2 separate regions of the Dromaius novaehollandiae genome follow, and region 2 is linked to region 1. A link is a contact called in public Hi-C data. All regions are on one chromosome and are shown on one strand. Each heading gives the region's core, a stretch centred on a gene start, on an enhancer-like site or on the middle of the called end of the contact. The rest is flanking DNA. Distances are from core to core; before and after follow the strand shown.

Region 1 (5,028 bases), core at 1,882-4,381:
CCTCAAGTAACTTCATTTATAAAACGGGAATAGTTACTGTATTGTAACAGATGATTAATTTGCTGGGGTTTGGAACAAGACACTAATTGCCTATGTCATGATATTTTTAATGGATACAAAATATCTTTAACCAACAGTCATGCAGTTATTTCCAAGACAAACAGTTTCAAGAGAGTTAAGATTTCTGAGTAAGTTTGCAGAAGTAAAATAACTTTAAATAAGCCCCACAGTTACAATATACTAAATAGCTAATTTGAATTTTTGTAATTTATCACTGTTCTAAAGTTATCTTTTCCTAAATGGGATCAATGAGAGAAAATGTCTTCTGTCTTTTCAGCAAAACTGAATGTACAGTTTTGGTTAGCTAGATTATTTCCCAAAGGAAATGGGTAATGGAGATTCACTTAGATACTCAAACAGGCTGCGTTTTATGGCAAGTGAATTATATTCTTAACATTTGTCTGTATTTATAGGTTATCCCTGGAGTAACATGTGCAACAGACATTATTTCTCTACCTATACTAGGGGTAAGTTTCTCTGTAAAAATATGTTCATATTGGCAGGTAGGAGCTTTTACTTTTTAAAACTAAATACTAGTACAGTATTGGCATGCACAGCCCTGTCCAAAAATAGGGGTGAACAGAAAATTGCCCTATTGTAAATGCATGACCCATTTCATAAAATATCAGTCTTCCTGACTGATGTTTGCTAGCTCAAAGATGTGTATGTATATTTTTTTATTCTCTTAAGAGACTTCTTCAGTTCAATAGGGAAAGCTTTCCAAGAATTAATTCTTTCTAGATTTGATTGATACGTCTTTCCTTTGTGACTTTGTTAGCTGCAGGTAAACTTCTTGGCACAACAGATACAGGATTTCTCAGTACATATCCCTCAATACATATCTCAAGGGAGATTTCGTTGTGCTTCCAGTGGTACTTGTGGTTCATGACCCTCCCTTTGTTTTGTCCAGAGCATCCTGTGATTGCACTGATGTCAGGGATTTGGCTACCTAAATCTAGACACATTCCTGTACAGCCTGGAAAAGGCAGTGAGCTGGATGGGGAGGAGCACATGCTGTTTGGGTAGGAAACTGTACTTTCCATTGAAAACAAGATGAATGATTCTTCCCGTCTTCCTTTTCCCTGCCTCAGCTGTCCCCAATTTAGGAAAACACTTCACATTTTCCCAAGTGCTACCCACAAGTGGTCTCTTGTTCTCCATGGGAACTCTGGTTATATAAGAATATTGTGTTGTGTAGAACTTTAATGAGATGAGAGTCGGTTTTCTCCCAGGTACTCATAGCTAGCTCATAAAACAGTTTTAACAAAACCCTTTAAATTGGTGAAGTTACATACTGCCCCGTCACTCTTCTGCTGTTGCATTACAGCCATATTGCTTCAGATTCACAGCACTGTTATCTGTGAATTGAGCTTTGCGTGCTTTGCTCGGGAAGGCTGCCGTGGGAGATGAGACACCTGGGAAAATCTCGTCTTGAAGTTGTGTTGCTAAATAATCCACGTAATTCACTAAGGTCAAAGTTAGCAGGCCTTTAATTTGTCTGAGATTGAACCTCGAACCCCTGGGGGCAAATGCCTTTAGCAGCTATGCTTCCTGATTGTGGAACTCATTTCCTATTTCTGTCTGAAACCTAAACAGACTGAAAAGGTCAGAGTTGAACTGAAGACACATATTTCCTGCTACTTTTGACTGCAAATTGCTCTGGCTCTCAAATGAGGCAGATATAAATACACAGGGTTTACTGCTTTGGGTGCTTTGTACCACTCCAGTGACACAAAGCCACCATGCCTTGAGTTTAACTGATCACTTGATGGGGTTTCAATTGGTGTACGTTCTCGTGTCACAATCAGACCCTGGTGAAGAATCTAGTCCTATATGTATTATTTCTGTTGCATCAGATTTTATGGCATTTCACAGAAAGAACAGTGAGTTGTTTACCTGAGAAGCTTTTTAAAGTTCTCAAGCCCTTGAATTGTTGAGAACCTTTGGAAGCACTGTATCCATATTCATAGTGTAACATGCTCCTTTGGTAACAGGTCTCTTTTACCACTGAATTCCTGCTCAGCAAGAGATATTGAGAGGCTCTGAGAATGGGGGAGCAGTCAGAGTCAGGTTGTCAAAAACCTTTACACAAGAGTTGTTATTAATATGCATCTGATCTTCTAAAATGCAAAAAACAAACTTGAAGGAGTGCACATAGGCTTTATCTATCGGAAGGGGACAAGTGAAGGGCAGGAGAAAAGAGGGGAAGAAAGTGGGAGGGAGTTTGGGAGGAGAAAGCGAACACATGTAGTGCAAGCAGTTGCCAGGGAGATCAGCACAAGGAAAAGGCAGCCTCTTTCTCACTGTTAGCTGGGGCTAATAGTGGAGATCTGTGGTGTAGCTGCCTGTGGCTCCCTGCGTGGTTAGTTACACAGCTCTCTGAATGCCTTCACTGCTGGACAGAGGTATTGCAACAATTCTTCAAGAGGCAGGTGTGCTCCTGACAGGTGACTTGGAGGTCATCAGCACCCTTCATCGCTCAGGGAGTATAAGCAGAGAGCTCTCTTTGTCTTTAGTAAAAACACCGATACTTATGGAAGGCTCTGTGGGAGCTTTTGATGGATTGCGAGCTGATAAGGCCTTGGTTTGACTTCTGGTAGTGCAGTCTCTTTTAGGCATTCACACTTAGGCAATAATTCCTGACAGTCTAGAAATGTCTGCAAAATAAACACCACTTAAGACTGCATAAAGGAGTCTTCTCTCTCAGATCTTTGCCCTGATGATCTCCAGAAGATTACAAATTTAATTATAATAATTCTTTATTTTCAGTTTTTTACTTTTTAATGAGACCTAAAGACAGTGCAGATTTTCAGTGGCATCTGCTTTTAATTCTGAAGTCTACCACTTCCTGTTACAGACAATATATGAAAAAAACTTGCTGTCTTGCTTCCCCTACCACAAATCAAACTTCTGTGTGGCCTGAATGCATCTTTGCAGTGGTAGTGCTGTCGCAGTTGCATAAATTGGTCGCTAGATGATACCCTTACTCTATAGTCTTGATTTTTTTTTTCCCCATTGGTTTCATATTGGTAACATTTATGCAACGCACCGTGGTAGTCCATTGTAGATTTTGTTAATCGGCTCCAGCAGGGTGAACATATGGTGCTGCATGCCCTTCTAGTTTCCAGCTGCTAAGTATAACTAACCTGAAGCAAAAAGTACCTTTACTTTTCTGCTGCAGCTACAACAATAAAGCAATAATCAGCTTTGGCAGCAAGAGGGACGTGGCTGGCAGGAGTTAGTCTCTGTCTGTTATTTTCACTGGCAAATTGTAGTCCATAGTAGGAAATGGTTTAAGGGCATCTGAGGTTTTCTTCTAAAGTTATTGTCATTGCTATCCCTCCCCCACTTTTCTACAAAATCCAACATGTTATAGCAAGCCAGGGGAATACTGTGAATCCAGATTCTCTCTGCCTTCTAATGTTTCTACTATGGTACTTATACTGGAAAGGTAGATGGGTAGGAAGGGGAAGAGAAGTGCAAGTACAATCACTTGTTTTTTAAAACTGCCAAAATGAAGTGTCTTAATCTCAATCACTCCCCCTTCATAAATAGTGGCCTTAAATCTCTATAGCCAGTCTAGGAACTAGCTTAGGAAACCAGTACCTGTTTGTTTCTTTCCTCGTGTCTGTTCACAGCTGGGTTTAAATCACTTTCAGCATTAGAGTCAAAGATTTTAGAAGTGCTGTGGGAATGTTTGGATTTTGTTTCTTTTCTGGGTTGAGAGTCTGTTGCTTGAGGTTGGCAAATGGATGTTTGCAGTGGAAGTATTAATGCAGCTTGAAAATATTGCTAGCCTGCAGCTGCCAGGGCCATAGTGTTGCTCCTCTACTTAGGGCTACTAGGAAAACAGAGTGGGATTTATTTGACCAAATGTAAATATTTACATCCGAGTTAGTTGCCTGAGGCTCCTTTTCAGAGTCAGTGGAACTCTGGACAGTATGGTCAGTGTGGTCTGTGGTGCGGTTCTTCCCATCCTAAACCAAACATCTGAAATGGGTCAGACGAGTTATGACATAGAAGTATCTATTTCTCCCCAGTGACTGTAAAAGGACCCAAGGTAGCTAGGTATCTGCATTGCAGCCACCAACTCTTGAGCTCACGTATAGGTAGATCCTACGCCCACCGTTAAATTTAGAGAATAAATGTTTAGGGTAAAATTTAAGAAGTATTGAAAAAAGAGCGCAACTGATTTTGGGTTTTTTTTTTTCAGCTAGATAGCTGTTTAACTACAGCTATTGCCATTCTTTCCAATCACTTAAAGACAGTATTATTAGATATTTCCGTAACTGTGCAGCTTGTATTCATGTTTTCCCTGCAATGCTTTGCAGGTTCAAAACTCTAAAGGCTTCTGGGACAAACTTAACTCAAACCTGGAAAGTGTGAAGTATGCAGAGCCACACTTACATTACCACAACAATGTCCTGAGGAGGGAATGGCTTAACCTTTCAGAAGAGGTAAGTATACATTCATTGAAATAGTCTCCAGAGCTGTCTCTTAAATGGTTGTTTTAAAGCTAAACATGGAACAGTGTTCTTACTTTGTTTTGTTTTGAATTCTTCAAGGATGTAATGGGGATAAAGAAGTGAGAACCTGGTTATGAGAGGTGTAAAGACTTTCAGTCATTTTACTTATAAGGTCATTGTCTGTTAGTGGTATTCTGTGAAAATAATGAAACTAAGCAAAAGCAGAGCTTGCACATACCTTTATTATCATGTAATTTAGATGTATGTGGGTGCCTGTGGGCGTAGGTGATTGGAAGCTGAGCCCAGTGAAGCCCGACTGCGCTTACTTCCATTTAAAGGGAAAATCAACATAATTTCTCATCTGCCTTTCATCAGGAAGTATTTTAATTGGCCTTCTGGTTTGTTTGTTCATTTGGAGATTTTTGTTTGTTTGATTTAGAAAGAGGAAAGAAGAACCACAGCATATTTGAGGAATATTCTTGAAAATGCAAAAAAGTAGGTA
Region 2 (5,289 bases), core at 744-3,243, 120 kb after region 1:
GATTCTCAATTACATGGAACATGCCAATATTAAAGATGATGCATAGAAGATGATGCACAGCATGGTTCAGAGCCCAACCTGATAAACCTCTGCTCCAAAAAGACAGTGGCAAACGCCCTATCGAGATGCTGCAGGAAAGGGTGGCAGTGGGGAGGGAGCGCTAAGGCTTGAGAGGAGGCGGGAGACTGTGACAAGCACACATCAGCACTAACTTCCGGGGAAATGTGGGGCAACAGTCAAGCCCCACCCGAAAAGAAAACCAAAGGGAATTCCCTGGTTTGAAGAGTAGCAGGTTACTAGAGTTATTTGTTGAATCGACTGTCATCTAGTGGAAGCATAGTACATTGCACCACTAGTCATGGGACTGTAACTGCTTTCCCGTCAAATTATGTAACCAACAGTTAATTCCAATATTTGGTTTCAGGGGGAGAATTCTGTACTACTTTTTCCAAAAGCAACTATTTCTGAAGACTTGACAATTTAAACTTATACCCTTCTTCATGTCCCAAGATATTTCTTAATACATTTTTGTCTTTCTAGAATTCTAACATATTGCAGACTGCCACTTTTTTGTCTTTCATTTAAGGATTTTTCAGATTGAATAACATAAACCAATGAAATAATGTAACTTGAAGAGCTTTATTGACCAGTATGAATCCTTATTAGACTCTCTACAGTAAAAATTACAGAAGGACAAAAAAGCTAGGACTAGCTTCTTTCCTATTACAGATTTAGGCATCATTTTGGACTCATAAATAGTCACCCCCAGGCACAGTGATAATAACAGAAATGGAGTTAACAAGATGAAAAGAGCTTCAAACCAAATATCATATTGCATGGCTTGAATAGTTACTTTTGGAAAGAAAAAAACCCCCAACACATGGAATGTAAAAGAGTGAGCAAATCAGTAAAGTCCTAGACTTCATTATTTCTTGTGTCGCGATGTAGCTAAGACAATGCACCTTTCTGTGCCTGTTTCATTATGGCAGTAAACTACTGTGACGAAAACTACAACAGGAATTTAATCCCAACTTCACAGGATCTATGCCCAACCACACCCCTTTTTAAAATTATTGTATAATACTCATGTGGACTAAGAAGTCCATAAAAGTCTTTTTAACTGAAGTCTGTAGTTCCCCACTTGTTTGTAAACCCTGTGAGGTCTCCTGTTTCCTGACACATTTGTTCAGAACCAAGGGACATAGCCACTTAGCTGCCTTTGGCATGGCTAGGCTGTATGTTAACACAGCGTCTGAGGAGCAGTCACAATAAATAACGTGTTAACCAGGCTATCCTGACAGCGTGTGATTTCTGAGCTCCACAATACTGTTTTTGAAAAATCATTTTTCCAGCATATCTGGCAAACTGCTTCTCTATCCCGTGACCAAGGACATTTCATGCCACGAAGCCTCACTGCGGGCTATGGCACAGCAAAGAGCAGGCCGCCACACAAGGCCTCGCCCGTGCCCCCTCCCTGCCCCGGCCTGCCGCCCCTCGGCCTGCGGCTGCCAAGGCCGTCAGGCGGGGGAGCCGGGCAGGCTGACGGGCGGAACAACCCCGCACACGACACGCGGGACCTTCCAGGGAACGTGCAAGTCGGCAGCACCGACACCGGCCCGAAGAGGCGCGGAAAAGGCCGCCAGAGCCCCGGAGTCATTCGCTCGCGCGGGAGATGGCGCCGCAGGAGCGGGGAGGCCGCCAGCACCCAGGGCCGCCCCGGCCTGGCCCCGCCGCCGCCTCAAGCGGGGCTGACGTGGCCCCGAGTAGCAGCCCGACCCCGCCGCCCGGCCGCTGCTGTCCCTCCAGGCCGGCAGGGCGACGCACGGCCCCGGGCCCGGCCCGCCGCCCCGGCCCGGCCCGCTCCAGTCCCTACCTGCGCGGCCGCGGCCCCGTCCTGCCTGCGCGGAGCGGCGTCCCGCGTTCCTATAGCAACGCCGGCTCCACTTCTTCTGTCCTGCTTCAACCGCCCTCGCCTCTCGCGCTCGCTTCCGATTGGCTGTAGGGCTCCTCCTGCTGCCCAATAGAAGCAGACCACGGAAAGGCCCCGCCTCCCCCCCTTCGCTCATAGGCCAAGGCGTACGGCGGCAGCCTCCCTTTTCGGGAACTTGTAGTTGCTTCCGCGCGGCGGGGGACTACGGCTCCCAGAAGCCCCCTCGGCGGGCGGGCGGGGACCGGCGCCGGGCCCCCGCCAACGGCTGTTTACCAGCCGCCCTGGTGCCCGTCCGCGCGCTGCCGCCGCGTCACGTGGAATGGCCCCGTGCCGCGCGTAGCCGCGGGGTCTCTGCCGCGCCGCGGCAGCGGCGCAGGGCACCATGAGCGCGCTGCGCCCGCGCTGGGCGCCTCTGGCGGCGCGGGTGGCGGGCGGGTGGCGGGCGGCCCTGTCGGCGGCGGGGCCTCGCCGCGGGCGCTCGGCGGAGCCCGGCGGCAGCAAGCCGCTGAAGGAGTGGACGCTGGTGGTGAGCCCGCGGGGGCGGCTGGCGGTGCGGCTGCCCTGCCAGGTGAGCGTGCGCCCGCTGGACCCGCAGCGCTACCCGGGCGCCGACCGCGTGCTCGTCACCGTCAGCGGCGTCGACCGCAGCCCCCACCGCGGCTGCGACCTGGACCACGTGCAGGTGCGGTACGACGAGGCGCTGAAGCAGATGGCGATCGTCTCCGAGAGCATGGACAGCAAGGCGGCCGTGGACGTCCGGACGCCCCTCAAGTTCGGTGGGTGAGGCCGGGCGCCGAGGCGCTTCGGCGCGTTGCCGGCCTCTTGTCAGTGATGGCTAAAGCGTTTCTGTCTTATTTTTGCTCTGACAGCTGGTATTTTAGGACAAAAAAACCCCCAGAAGTGCATGCAGCTCGGCTGGGAGGCAGCAGGCCCCGGTGTGCCGCACACACCTGCAGCTCAAGGATTGTTCCCAGTAGGGTTTGTGCGTATGGCCTGCTGCCAGCTCCATCAGCGGTCGTTATTCCGAGTGGCTAATCCACAGGGATCAAAAAGGGCCGGGAGGTAACCACACAGATGAACAGCTCCCTTTTCCAGTGCAAGTCTTAGAGGAGTCGTTTGAGCAGAAGGCAAAAATCTGTCCGGGGCTTCCAGTGCAGAACCCCCAGACAGCGCGTAAGAGCAGCCGTGGTGGCTGAAGTCTGCTGGACTGAGCTCCTGGGAGTGGAACAAAGCTTAGGGCAGGAACAGGGCAAGCTTGCCAGGATAACTCCCCGTGGTGAGCTGAGGTTTAGGGAGTTCCTGACTCAGAGTTGAATTTCCATTTTTCAATCTTTGATGAGTAGGTTTTTTTCTATGAACTTATGTAATTGCTCTTCTAACTTATATATTGCGGCATCCAAGTATGTAGTGCAGATACAGTTCCACCATGCTGAAAAAACTTGTCAGTGTACAAAAAAAGCCCTCGTGTTTGCTTTAAATGGCTGTTTGAGACTGCTGTTTTATTTCATTTGATAGTCTGTTGTAACTGTGCCATGAGAAATGGTGACTAATTCCATCCTGTTTATCCCTCATACATGTCATCTGTGTGTATTCGCTTGGTTAGCACTTTTCCAAGCTCTTCTGATAGCAAAGGTGTTCTGTACCTTTTCTCCTCATTACTTTCATCTACATCTGCTCAACTTCTGCGATCTGTTCCTTTGTGAGGTTAGAAGGACCTAAGCTGTATATCATCTTCAAAATGCAGAAGTGCAGTGGACTTACAAAGTGGCAGTATTCTCTTCTGTTCTCTATTCTTTTCTTGATCATCCCTTTTATAGCCGCTTCTTTTTTGAACGCTGTTGAGAATTGTTGTTTCTTATAGAGCTGTTCACCAAAGCTCAAGATCTCTCTTGTGTCCTAACAGCTAATCTGGAGATACATGTTCTGTAAATAAAATCAAGGGCTTCCCACCTGCCCAGCCCCCAGTGTGCTTTACTTTATATAAGAATAGCAGAACTGATTCATACCGTGAGTCCAACTACCCCACTGTCCTATCTAGAGCAGCAATCATAAACATGCTCAGGGAAGAATAGGAACAGGGCAAACATAGATGATGCTTCATCCAAGTGTTCTTAAATCTGTCAACTATTTTCAGCTCGGGAGATTTTCTAAGCCTGATGTGGCTAAGACCCTCAGTGAATCTGTCTTCCAAGTGCTTGTCCATTCTCACCAGGAAGCTGTTTACATGTGTAAACTTACTGGCAAACTGTATGCCTTTTGGCGAAGAATTGCACAGGTATACTGTCCATTTAATGTCATCTTCTGTTTCATCATTCAGGTATGCAGTATTCCAAGGTCTTTCTGCAATTCATCAGTCAGTTTTTCGTTTAACTACTTTGAATGAATCAGTACTTTTGATGAAACTTTTCAAACTTGCCATTTGCAGTTTTCCAAATTCATGAAATGTTAAAGATGGCATAATTTATCAGTTAAAAGACAGGAAACAAAACATGGACTAAGGACCTTGCTAAACACTTCTGAAAATCCAAGTTTTTTGTTTGCAAATATATCAGCTCTTATCTACATACTCATTGACTGTTTCAGTGGACTGTAGTAGTTCTGTAAGGTGGGATTTTGCAAAGACATTCTTACAGAATTGACTCTTCCTTATGAATTGTCTGTATATTAAATTCTTACCTTTTTTCCCCTACTTGGCAAGTACAAAGATTACATTTACTTGCCTGTAGTCCATTAATGGAGTCCATCCCAGGATTACAAATGATCAAAAAAACCCAAGCATCCCTTTTATTTCTGTTCATTTCTCTGGTACCAAGCATGTTTGGTTACTATAGATGGTAGGCAGCAGTCTCATTTGAGTTTCCCTAGGACATATGACTGACTATTGTATGCTACTCCAAACTCTTTTTTTACTCTTTTTTTTTGGTGGGGTGGGAGGAGAAGTTGTCATTGCATTAAGATCCAGGGAATGTCTGCCTTCAGAAACAGTTTCAGTGTTGGGAAGCTTCCAAAAGACTCCTATAACATATAACCCTGATGTAAGGAATTCATTTAGCCTTTCAATTGTGGACTTATCTTCGAGACTCCTATTATATTTTGAACATCAACTGGCTCTGCAGACTGTCTGGCAGGCTTCTTGCTTCTGATGTTTTTGAAATAGGTTTTATTCATTTTTTAAGCAAATTATTCCACTTGGTTTTTGTGAGATCATAAAATTCAAGTATCTTGCTCAGTCTGTTGTATTACATTCCCTCTTTATTACTAGCTGGCACCGCACAGTCCTGATATTAATATTGTTCAGGTTGTTATCCAGTTATATCCAGGGTTGTATCTCTGGGTGTAACTGGAAAACCACCTTATTT

What was found. Hi-C and Micro-C count contacts between places; a contact is called where the count stands out from the background.
Region 2: a Hi-C map of ovary shows a contact between it and region 1, with 5 times the contacts expected there. The contact joins the promoter of CCDC146 here to the enhancer-like site in region 1. A contact is called at or near these places in 3 of 4 Hi-C or Micro-C datasets (brain, liver and ovary).

Annotation. Positions count from the first base shown.
Region 1 is chr1:10,039,605-10,044,632 of bDroNov1.hap1, forward strand. It overlaps GSAP (gamma-secretase activating protein), which reads left to right. Exons shown (of 31, transcript XM_064505240.1): 19 at 474-527; 20 at 4,392-4,517; 21 at 4,966-5,021. Among named protein-coding and RNA genes, the nearest start is that of GSAP, 29 kb to the left of the region's middle. Within about 2 kb of position 3,132, at least 2 of the 2 cell types and tissues checked have open chromatin away from gene starts, as enhancers often do.
Region 2 is chr1:10,156,436-10,161,724 of bDroNov1.hap1, forward strand. CCDC146 (coiled-coil domain containing 146) reads right to left here and starts at 1,994. Exons shown (of 19, transcript XM_064505247.1): 1 at 1,874-1,994. It overlaps FAM185A (family with sequence similarity 185 member A), which reads left to right and starts at 2,126. Exons shown (of 7, transcript XM_064505322.1): 1 at 2,126-2,706. The coding sequence starts at 2,313.